Regions from separate parts of the Mus musculus genome. Here all the other regions are linked to region 1. The links are chromatin contacts, called in public Hi-C and HiChIP or PLAC-seq maps. All regions are on one chromosome and are shown on one strand. The core of a region is the stretch at or near the end of the contact, and the rest is flanking DNA. Distances in the headings are between cores, read along the strand shown. Region 1 has its middle 8.6 kb from the start of Gm29243. Region 2 has its middle 47 kb from the start of Dusp4. Region 3 has its middle 42 kb from the start of Gm46069.

Evidence for each region. A called contact is a pair of places that touch in the nucleus more often than the background predicts. HiChIP or PLAC-seq counts read pairs in DNA pulled down with a chosen protein or histone mark.
Region 2: a contact with region 1 is called in a Foxp3 HiChIP or PLAC-seq map of regulatory T cells, with 17 times the contacts expected there. The contact joins two enhancer-like sites. A contact is called at or near these places in 1 of 15 datasets of contacts at CTCF or cohesin (CD8 T cells), 8 of 484 Hi-C or Micro-C datasets (CD4 T cells, CD8 T cells, Th1 cells and 5 more), 10 of 115 datasets of contacts at active chromatin or transcription factors (CD8 T cells, Th17 cells, bone marrow-derived macrophages and 7 more) and 1 of 9 other capture datasets (embryonic stem cells).
Region 3: a contact with region 1 is called in a Hi-C map of CD8 T cells, with 2.7 times the contacts expected there. The contact joins two enhancer-like sites. A contact is called at or near these places in 1 of 39 promoter capture datasets (the C10 cell line), 1 of 15 datasets of contacts at CTCF or cohesin (pro-B cells), 8 of 484 Hi-C or Micro-C datasets (CD4 T cells, CD8 T cells, Th1 cells and 4 more) and 17 of 115 datasets of contacts at active chromatin or transcription factors (T-cell acute lymphoblastic leukemia, bone marrow-derived macrophages, craniofacial prominence and 10 more).

The regions. Positions count from the first base shown.
Region 1 is chr8:34,206,331-34,210,083 of GRCm38.p6, forward strand. No RefSeq gene overlaps it. Among named protein-coding and RNA genes, the nearest start is that of Gm29243, 8.6 kb to the right of the region's middle. Within about 2 kb of position 1,936, at least 70 of the 459 cell types and tissues checked have an H3K27ac peak or open chromatin away from gene starts, as enhancers often do. A contact at or near this core is called in CD8 T cells, Th1 cells, Th17 cells and 5 more, where this site is marked.
Region 2 is chr8:34,758,926-34,762,678 of GRCm38.p6, forward strand. No RefSeq gene overlaps it. Among named protein-coding and RNA genes, the nearest start is that of Dusp4, 47 kb to the right of the region's middle. Within about 2 kb of position 1,811, at least 71 of the 459 cell types and tissues checked have an H3K27ac peak or open chromatin away from gene starts, as enhancers often do. A contact at or near this core is called in CD8 T cells, Th17 cells, bone marrow-derived macrophages and 2 more, where this site is marked.
Region 3 is chr8:34,730,071-34,733,823 of GRCm38.p6, forward strand. No RefSeq gene overlaps it. Among named protein-coding and RNA genes, the nearest start is that of Gm46069, 42 kb to the left of the region's middle. Within about 2 kb of position 1,786, at least 45 of the 459 cell types and tissues checked have an H3K27ac peak or open chromatin away from gene starts, as enhancers often do. A contact at or near this core is called in CD8 T cells, Th1 cells, group 2 innate lymphoid cells and 2 more, where this site is marked.

The sequences.
Region 1 (3,753 bases), core at 686-3,185:
GATTCTGCTCTTATAGACTTGCCACCTTTCTTTTTGAGAACATAGATCATTAACACATGGGCCATAAATCTAGATGTCTCTGTGATCAGCACCTTGAAGAAAACACAACGGGACTGAGAGGACTGTTGTGTGAGGAGATCCTGAGGGTCGAAAAGGTTGAAGAGGGAGTTGAAGGGTTCCCAGAACCATTGAGAGGGCTGTGAGCTCTCTCATCAGTAGGGAAGTCGATCCATCTGATTCCATTATCTCAGGAATGGGAAGCCATGCAACATCAGTGACTGCTTGGCAGAGTGTTGGTTATCCAGGGGCTCTGCCTCACGGATGAGCTGGTATGGGGGCAGGGCATATGTACGGGTGGAACACAGCTGTCTGCCATTGAGTATATGCAGCATGTATCTGAGGATGGAGCTCAGAAGTGCTGAGCAAGCAGGTTGTCTGTCTTCTCTTTTTGGGCTCACAAAGCACCATGGTTCTTATGAGCTTGGGAAAGAGAAAGACAGTCCCCACCCCTCCCCCAACCTTCTTTTCCCCAAGTGACTTTTTTTTTTTAAGACTTATTTATTTTATGTATACAAGTACACTGTAGCTGTCCTCAGACATGCCAGAAGAGGGCATCGGATCCCATTACAGATGGTTGTGAGCCACCATGTGGTTGCTGGGAATTGAACTCAGGACCTCTGGAAGAGCAGTCAGTGTTCTTAACCGCTGAGCCATCTCTCCAGCTCCCAAGTGAACTTTTAAATCACATTTGGATAGGAAGGTCTCACAGGATTTAATTTGACTAAAAAAATAAAGGATTAAAAAAATATCTCTTGTGTCACGGAGCTACGTAAAGCAATGTACATATATTACCTATAGTTGCCTGCTCTACTTAAAAAATTAAAATTGCACTCATTTATTAGTTACTTGCATACTGCATGCGGGTAAATGCCTGCCATGGGGAGTTAGTTTTCTCTTTCTACCGTGTGACCCCCCCCCCACCCCCCACCCCCGGGATGAAATCAGGTGGCCGGACTTGTCTCTCACGTTAGATTCTAGGTGGCTCCAGGTCCACCTCATGACTCTCTCCACACAGAAAGCTCCAGTGATTAAAGGTTGGTTATCCAGGGGCTGCATCATGGTTGAGCTGGTATCGGGGCAGGGCATGTGTATGGGTGGAACACAGTTGCTTGCCATTGAATAGTCCTTTCAGCACAAACACTCAAGCGAACCAAGCCAACAAATCCATACAACAAACATGCAGACTTGTGTGTGTGGAGAACTATGTGAAGAGATGCTACACTGGGACAAGCCACGGCTTGCGCCAGAGACTGGCTTCTCAGAGGAACCCACTGTCCAGCCAGGATGCCTTCCTTGGCAAGCTTTTCCTGCCTGGGCCTCTGTCTTCACTTTGTGGGCTTTGAGATCTTGCAGGGTATGGTGATTTGCATAAGAGTGGCCCCCACACACTATAGATTTGAATGCTTGGTCACCAGGGAGTAGCACTATTTGCAAGTATTGGGAGGTGTGGCCTTGTTGGAGGTGCCAAGAAACCTACAAGGAGAGCTTGTCTCCTCTGCTCTGAGTGTGGGGCACCTGCCACCTGTTTCCTGAGGGCTCTGTCACTGGGCTGGAGCTGGGGCTTGATGAAACCAGTGCAAACTCAGGCTTAGTAGGTGACGGTATTGCCAGAAGCCCGCTCGCGGCAGCGCCTCATTTCTGCTTTTGCAGACATCCTGGCTTCAGCAAAAGGCGGTGCAGAGAATGCTGCACGGATGTTGTCCTTTGGGTGCAGGTTTGCTGAGTGGGCAGGTGGTGCTAGTATCTACTGGAGCAAGTTGCTAAGGTTGGAACCCAAACCAGAAAAATGGTAGGTGTGCCGTGGGGTAGAGACAAGAACAGCTGCAGTATTCAGGGGAGTGAGTCAGCGGAAAGAGCCTCCTTCCTCCTCTGGCACTGAGCTCGTGAGGCCAGCCCACCTTCCTGACTGCCCAGATCCATCTAAGCATCACCGGGGCTGCTGTTTCTGTATGTCAGGGCAAATTCTGCCTTGCTCGCACTTTAGCCGCGTCGGTAGTTTTGTCTTGGGTGGTGTGGTGGTATGTGGGGGCTCCTCAGTGCCTGTGGTTTTGAGTCTCTCCCTCTCTCCTTGTAAAATGAAGAAGTTGGTAAAATGTCTGACCCTGCTCTTTCCTACCAAGAAGGACTGGCAAGAGGGTGTAGGTTGGTGTCTGTGGTCGAAGAGTAATCACTGAGTTTCACTGGTGGTTCTTCCAAAGCCAGGGCTGTAGGTTGGACTTGGGAATTCCGTTTCTGGAACAAGCCCTGGAGGCTAATGAAGGGGGTGGTGCTTATGCTAAAGTTCTGTTCTCCAATTGGTTCTTGATTTGTCAATAAAGGAGGCCAGGACCAATTGCTGGGTAGAAGGTACAGGCAGAACTTCTGGGTTCCAGGAGGAAAAGGCAGGGACACAGAGAGGGGCTTTTCTACCATGCTTTGGAGGACGAAGAACACAAGAACCATGTAAGGTCTCAGGGAGGGGGCAGCTAGGGCCTGCAGCCTCTGCTATAAGCGGGTGGACAAGGATGTTTGGCAGGGGCTAGATGGGACTAGCCACTAAGTTTAGGGCAGGTGGAAAGATGGAGATAATAAATTGCTAAGGGCATGCTTTTCTAGGTGAGAGATATCTGAGCCCAGCAATTGTGTCAAGAAGACAAACTGTGGAGGAATAAACTGTGTGTGTCTTTTATCCACAGATTGAAGGGTCTTGGGTGGGAGCTGGTAGTGTGGTCACCTCCCTGAGCAAAGGCCAGTAAACAAAAGGGAAACAGGGAGGGGCTTTGCTGACCCTGGCAAAGGTGGTAAACAGGCTAACCCAGACTTATAAAGAGGACAAGAAATTAGATGCCTTCCGGTGATCTCTTGTGTCAATCAAAACCTTCCCTGTGTGCCCCTGAAACTGCTTGTTGTTCTTCCAAGTTTAGTTGCTTTTCAGTCATGGACAAATCAACGTGGGGGTATTTAGGTCTTGTGCACGCAGGACTTGACCAGCAAGAAGACGCTGCAACAGGATCCTTCTGCACACGTTTATTGGGAGAGCTTGATTGCAGAGGCGAAGAAACCCTGAGCCCAGAACTGGTGCTGCTTTTATAGGCCTAGGAGAGGCGTGTCTCACACCTGGATTGGTTATGCACTACGCCTCATTTGCATGTTCCTCATCTGATTGGCTACTCTCTCTCAGTACCTCACAGAGCCTCATTATCATACCTCATTTGCATGTCTCACATCTGATTGGTTACTCTCTCTCAGTACCTTACAGAACCTCATTATCATACCTCATTTGCATGTCTCACATCTGATTGGTTATACTCTCAGTACCTTACAGAACCTCATTATCATACCTCATTTGCATGTCTCACATCTGATTGGTTATACTCTCAGTACCTTACAGAACCTCATTATCATGTCCGGGCCAGGCAGTGTCTTTGCAAAAAACTTTACTGCATATGTACACATTGGTTGTTTGTCCAAACTTATGTGTGGTGGCCAGCAGTAGTCAGTGCCACTCAGCAACGGCACATGTGGCTTCCCACATTTAGGGTACTGGCTCGCACTGTTCCAATAGCCTCTGTTTTAGTGATGGAGTCTGTTGGTGTGAAGAACAGTCTCCTATACTTTCGGTTGTAGTTTGTTGCAATGAAATCTTTAAACAACCCAAAAAAACCTGTCGTGCTGTTTTGTTGCACCGCTTGGCCTCTGTGGTGGTTCTGAAGT
Region 2 (3,753 bases), core at 561-3,060, 550 kb after region 1:
CGAACTCAGAGATCCACCTGCCTCTGCCTCCCAAGTGCTGGGATTAAAGGCGTGCGCCACCATGCCCGGCGCTTCTTTGCGTCTTGAGTTTTGTGATTAATGGTGTGTGTGCCACCACCATCCAGTAAGAATCTAACATTTAACCAGCTTAAGCCCTGTTTTAGAGGATTGTTTCCTGAGATGAATCTAAGCGAAATCCAGTGAACTACATTCTACCAGCAGAAAGGGTCAGAGGGGGTGGGGGGTGTCCCCAATTCCTGACTGAGACAGGGTGGGTTGAGAAATAGGAAGTCAACATGCAGCTGGGAGACAGAGTTGTCAGAGTCTAGGAAGAAAGTCATTGGGTAATAAGGTCATGTCATGTGCAAGAGAATTCCCCATGAGAGATGGATATCCTACCAGCCTCGGCAGGTTAAAAATAGACCTCAAGTTACCTCTTTCTTGGTGGTAGGTTTGTATTGGCAAAAAGTTGTAAGATAGCTAGCTATCTTGGAAGGATGTTCAAGATATACCATCTGGTTAAAACAAATTAGCCGGGTGTGGTGGCACACGCCTTTGATCCCAGCACTCGGGAGGCAGACGGATTTCTGAGTTCGAGGCCACCTGGTCTACAAAGTGAGTTCCAGGACAGCCAGGGCTACACAGAGAAACCCTGTCTCGAAAAAAAAAAAAGTGAGGTGTCTAACAGGGTTTACAGATATGACTGCCTGTACATACAGACAGTGGAAGCAGTAACACATGCCAACTGTCTTTGGAGGAAAGCATAGGACATTGGCAACCATGGGGAGTGGGGATGAAGCTAGAAGCAAGGCTCTTGTTTTCACTTCATTTATTTCTGGTTGAAATTTTTTTTTAGCATGTAGATATATTTATTATCCTTAGTGAAAAACAGTAATAAATAGCAAGTCAGTCATCTATCACGCTGCTGGTTTTCTTTTGCTTTAGAAAGTCTGCTGCACACACGGGCGCATGCATGTGCTCTAGAGAATAAGAGAAGGGGTAAATAAGACTGGATGCACATTTTAAATCCGCCACCTTCTCCCCTGAGCCTCGTTCTACCAGGCTCTTCTTGCAGTTATAATTGGCTGTGCATACACACCAGCCTACAGGGAGGAAATGCAGTAGTCAATAGGCTATCGTCGTCTGTGTGCTGGGGCTTATATTTCATATTCTAAATTGATAGTCTCCTCTTGGGGCTTAGATTATTATGTACTTTTTTTTCCCCTAAATAGAATAAAAAGATTATGGAACTTAAATCAAAAGACCAGGTCCTGGTAGGGAGAGTTACCCTTGAGGTATCTCTACTGAGGGCAGCTGGACCCACTGGTATAAGAGACCTTCAGCTGTTTATCTAGAATATTCCACCCACCATAAAGATGGTCACCAGAGGAAAAAAAAATCAAGCTGGGTTTGTTCGGGTGCCACCTTCAATCATCCCTAACACTCAAGGCTGTTGTGGTGTTTTGTTTTGTTTTGTTTGTTGTGTTTTGTTTTGTTTTGTTTTGGGCTCATGACTTCATGACAGCCCATTTCCAGCAGGGAGAGAAAGAATGGAAAGTTTTGCCCATCTTCCATGATTCTGCACCTCCATTGAGAGCTGGGCCATCAGCAAAGGACCTTGTTGTGGAGCAAAACAAATAGAAATCAAAAGAAACCACAGAAATAGCAGACCTGGGCCATCTCAGAGACTGTGTCATTAAGTGTAATTTCATCAGCCCTGGGCTCCAGGGGCGTGATTTACACAGGTCAGTCAGCCTCCCTCGCGATGGGAAACTCATTTTTAATAAATGATAGCAAGTAGGTTTATTCAGACTTGTGACTATGAGTCACCGTGTTTGAAGCCGTATGACAAACACCACCAGAAACCAACAGATGACCTTGGCCATGGGACCTTTTTTTTTTTCTCTGAAAAAAAACAAATATATTTCCTGACCATGATATTGAGGCCTGAAAGTCTGTGTGAGATTGGTGAGAGATGTGTGGGGCCCATACATTGAGAGGACCAGGGTGAGCCCTCCTGGCCCTTCCTCTTCAGCAAGCCTGTGTGATTCAGTACCCAGGGAAGCCGAGGAGGAAGAAGTATATTTGATTCTGACTAAAACTGAACATCAGTGAGAGAGGAGAGTAAATTACTTTTTGAAAACAAAACAAAACAAAAAAATCTAAAAAAAAAAACAAAAAACAAAAAACAAAAACAAAAACCCCTAAAAACCAAAAAAGTCACAGCTCTGTGATTCTTGCTGCCACTAAAATTACTACAAATTAATAGGCTGACGGCTCCACAGTCGCTCCCCTCTTCTGAGTCCTTCACATTGTGACAAAGCACCTTTTCCAACCAGGAAATGAGAAAGCACGGGGTGGGGGTGGGGCTGGGGCTGGGGCTGGGAAACACTGGGCCACAGGCCAGAGAAATGGCAGAATCAGTGTGCGAGTCTGGATGAAGGTAAGAGTTACAAGAACATCATACCTTGTGAGGTCAGGAGTCTCCCTCTTGAAGGGACACATGCCTTCCTTGTGAGCTTAGGAGCAGCTCAGGGTGCAGTCCCGTCCCCCCCCATGGCATCCGATTGCTGCCTCTCCTCTGCTCCTCCAGTCTGCTCTGCATTTCAGCTTTTTGCCCCAAAGCTCTGCCCTCCCTACCATCCAGTAGTAAATCGGGAGAGTAATATCAGGGCGGAAAGGAATATCTGTTTCTTAACTGGAAGAGGAGAAAAAGAGCTTAAGACTCTTTTCTGACAAGGTAGAAGTCTCAGCTTCACTCCCACCCCCCAACACACACCCACAAAAAGAACACAAGTAGATGTGTTTTAAGAAGCACAAGCCAAAAGATACTTTATTTCTGGTCTTCATTTTTGTTTTTTGTTTTAGCACCAAATCAAATTGTGGCTCCCTTTCTTTCTTTGTGTATGTGTGTGTGTGTGTGTGTGTGTGTGTGTGTGTGTGTGTGTGTAACATGTAAGCTTGCTTATTCATATAGGTAAGAGAAAACTCTGGGGGGAACTCAGAGACACAAATAACGCTGCTTTTCAGGGAGAGGTCTTCTTGTGTTGAATGGAAGAGGTATTTATCACCTCCCCATCTAAATCAAATCTATATGTAAATAAAATGTGTAGAAACGGAATGCATCTTAACTGATGCATAAATAAACTGACCTATAAATAGCATTGAATGCAATGTGACAGCAATTCCAGTTCCTAGTGAGGGGACGTGCACAATACAGATGGACGCCACAGTAGACTGACTCATAACCAGCCCCCAACCCCCCTGCTTCCAATATGTGGTAAAAGGGCTAATCTGTTGTTTAGTCATGAGCCCGGCTTTAAAAGCTGAACCATCTCTCCAACCCTAAAAGGGCTAAATTTGAGGCTCAGAACATATGAATCTTCTGTACTATCCCCATGGTGATAATAGCAATGGTGTTGCAGATATTTCTCTTCCTGTCTCTTGTGCTGGGGGAGAGAGGAACCTTGAGGACAGAGGAGAGTGAATAACCTAGTAACGATTTGGTTAGGAGAAACGTGGCCGAGTGAAAGGTTTCTACTGACCAGAAGTCCTGAACAGGTGCTTTCTAGACCTGAAGGTAAAGTTTCAGAGATTAGATAACACTTTGAAGTTCCCTTCCCCTGCCCCTTCCCTTTCTTCTTCTTGTTCTGGCCCCACTCACTCCCCCCCTCACCTCACTCTGAGCCCCGTTCCCTCCCCACCCCCCTTTCATTCCAGCCCATTACAGATGGCTGTGAGCTGGGATTTGAA
Region 3 (3,753 bases), core at 536-3,035, 520 kb after region 1:
AAAATTTCAGAAACATTATCTATTTAGGTCCTTTTTATACATTTCAAAAGCACATGAATCAACCAGGAATTATACATGAAGAGCTACAGGTATAGCTGTCTCCACGTGTCTTCCCTCTTCCTGCTATAGTTAAATAAATAATAATTTAAAAAAAGTCAGCAGTGCTATTACTTATACAATAATAGTTTGCGGCCTGGAAAGCCTTTTCCCAAACGCTATCCCATTTGTCAGCATGGGAAGAGGTGGTGCAGGGACCGAATGAACCCAAGGCTGTAAGGCCTCTGCTCTCCACAGAACTACAACCAGCCTATAAGTGTGACTTTTGAAAGCTGAATCCCATGATCGCTTCCCGCCACATACAAAGAATGCCCCCCATCCTGCCCTTCTCCTTGAAACTTTTGTGAACAAACCCTTTGAGCTCATTCCATCTCTCCGTAATATTTTGTAATAGAATTAGACCAGAACCAAGGTGGTTTGTTTTGTTTTGGTTGTTGTTGTTGTAACCCAGGTTAGTGATTAACTCAAAGTCTCCTTGCCTCTTCCTTCTAGGTGCTGAGATTCCAAGCACATACGATCATGATAAATCAGTTGAGCCTCTTCCTCCTCCTCCTCCTCCTCCTCCTCTTCTTCCTCCTCCTCTTCTTCCTCTTCCTCCTCCTCCTCCTCCTTCTCCTTCTCCTCCTCCTTCATCTTCTCCTCTTTCTTCTTTATTTTTGGTTTTTCAAGACAGAATCTTTCTATGTAGCCCTAGCTGTCCTGGAACTTTGTGAACCAGGATAGCCTCGAACTCAGAGATCCTCTTGGCTCTCTCTGCCTTCCTCTGCTGGGATTAAAGGTGTGTGCTTCCACTGTCCGGCTTTTGTCTTCTTTTTTATAATTTCCATGCTTCACTAGGTCTCCATGCCCAGAAGAGCTAAGGATTGGTGCAGAGAAGTGTATTTGCACAGATCGAAACCATAAACCAGAAGAGACCAACTCCATTCTGCCTGGCTCCCATGAGACGTCTGCACAGGAGGATATTGATGAAGGAAGCCCATGTCATATTGTAAACTTACTTAAAACATTATGGGGCAGGGTGAGGGGGTTGGGTCTGACAAATTATTTTGGTTCTTCAGTGTGAATTTTGTAGATGAAATGTCAAAAGGTAAAGTGGGTGGGACATGTCTGAATCTTAACCCATAAGGAAAAAAAAAAAAAAGCAGTGTGGGTTCTTTACCAAGTCCCTTTTGTCCCCAAAGGCTCTCCATGATTCTGATGCATTTTGGTTTTGCTTTTGATGAGTAAAGAATGTTTGGCTGGTTGTTATTGCCAAGGGTGTTTATACCTTTAATCAGTGACTTTGTCAGAGTCCAAGCTGTCATGCAAAGTTGCTACTCAGAGAACAGTATAGAGCCGAATAAGAACACTGTGCTGATCTCAAATGCTACAAATTCATGACCCACTCTGTGTTTTCAAAAAATGTATTTTTTTTTCTTGAAGAGTTTTGGCACTCCAACTAAGCTTAGAAGGATTGCTACCGGGGTTCCAGATGAACTGACTTCCTCAAGCAAGTTTTAAACAGTGTCTGGGGGATTGAAGCAGAGGAAAGGGCTGATACAGGATCGGCATCCTGAAGAGCCGCATGTCTCTGAGCTACTCGAACGCCCCTCACTTTGTCTCAAGGGACTGTCCATCTGTTCACGCTGTCTGACACTCTCTGAAACCAAACCTGCTGTGACCAACTTGGCTCGGTGTGAGAAACTGTCAGCTTGCTCCAGAATGTAATAATGTACCGCCTCCAAGTACCTTAGCACCGTTAGCATTTCCTGGAGTCTCCGCCCAACAGTCACCGAACAATGGCCAGGTAGAGCCTCTTCCTCTCTTCCTCTTCCTCTCTTCCTCTCTCTCCCTCTCCCTCTCCCTCTCTCTCTCCTCTCACCTCTCTCTCTCCCTCCCTCCTTTCCCCTTTCCCCCTCCCCCTTTCCTCCCTCTCCCTGCAATCTCCATCTCTCTCTTTTCTCACGTGTCCTCGATCTTCCCCTCTTCCTCTCTCCTCTCTTTCTGTCCTTCTCTGTTCCCCTTCTCCAGGTCCCAAATAAACTCCCTTTTATATTCGGCCCTTCGCATGGTTTGGTTGTTCAGGGAACACCTTGGTCGGGCCTGCCAAGCATCCTCATGCAGCCGGTTTATAAAACACAACTACAGTCGCATCTGAAGATGCTAAGAACAGGCTCCTTGTACATCTTCTAAAGTGACCCTCTTGGGCATTAAATACTGAGACTAAGTTCGTTGAAGAAAGATGAAAGGGGGGTTATTGTTCCATTATTTTAATTAATTTCAAAGTTTTATTTTTACCCCCTGCCCCAAAATTCCTCTTTAGCTCTCTGTGTGTGTGTGTGTGGGGGGGGGGTAGATCATAAATTTAAATATAAGAGGAGAGGAAGTGGTTTTACAGCCCAATACACATTATCTGGGTAGCACAGACTTTATCTTCCTGTTTTGTGTTAGCCGGCATGGATCACCAGAGCTCAAACTTAGATTGGGTTCATTCAAATAAGAAGATCTGAGATGATGGCTCCAGCTATGAGCTCCTCCAGGGACCAATACAATTACCTAAGGGGTAACTAACTAAACATCTAACCTTCTAAGTGAGTTGAAAACAAGTAAACCAGCTAAGCCTTCCTGTCTCCTCTTTGTCTCAGCCTTGATAATCAAGACAGTTTTCCACAGCCTCAAAGAACAATTTTCCCTCTTTCTGAAAACCTTTCATAAGGACACACCCAGGGGAAACCATTTGCATTTTGATGACATCCTTTGTCCCGAGTCTTACTTCCAAAGCCTGTTATTGTGTTGCCTAACTAGATTGATAACTGCTTCATTTACAATCCAAAAGACTTCTTAAAAGTTATACAGGGAATTTAATAGGTAATCCCAATTGTGTTTCCCAAAGAGCCCAGAAACCAATTATGCTAACCCTGTTGTTTTAACTCCCTGGGGTCTACCACAGTGCCCTTTCCCCACCCCCACCCCTCAATCAGTAGGCAGAATTTTGTTGTGAAAATACCAAAGTGCCTTCCCCGCTTAGGGGAATCCCCAGGTATGGTTAGATTTTCAATCATGTCCAATGCTTAAGGAGGCTAGAGCCAGCACTACCCACACTGGAGAGCTAGGGCCAAGATCAACAAACCTGTTAAAAATGAAACCCACCTGATGCTCCCTGAACAAAGTATACCCCTGGTGTTGCTCTGCCCGGAGATTAAAGCTGTTAGAACCGGAGGCCGGATGAGATTCCAGGCAAGCTTCCTGTGGGCTCCAGAAGGGATAAGACTCTCCCGAGAATAGGGATTTCTACCACGCTGCTGCATATTGTCACAAAGGAAGCCAGAAAAAGAAATGAGACTCCTAGCATCTCCAGTTGTCTCCCAAGCTGGGCAGTGACACCTGGCTGGGTTGCTCCAGGCTCTCTGACTTTATGAAGCACATTCATCTTCAGTCTTTCCATCCATCCCTCGAGTCCACATGAAGTTAGCTCAAGTGACGAATGGACTTCTAGACAGTATGTTTGTTGAAGTATAGAAATACAGAGGAACGGCACAAATTACGAATACAAAACTTGATAAATTGCCACCGTGTAAGTGTGCTCACAAAACTACCCAGGCCAATGGAGAGAACCCCCAGCCTGTTCCTGATGTCTGAAAGGGTTGGTGAGGCTGAACACCCCTCGTGTATACGATCATGCTTGATATTTGGATACACTCTCTTGCTGCTGTCTTT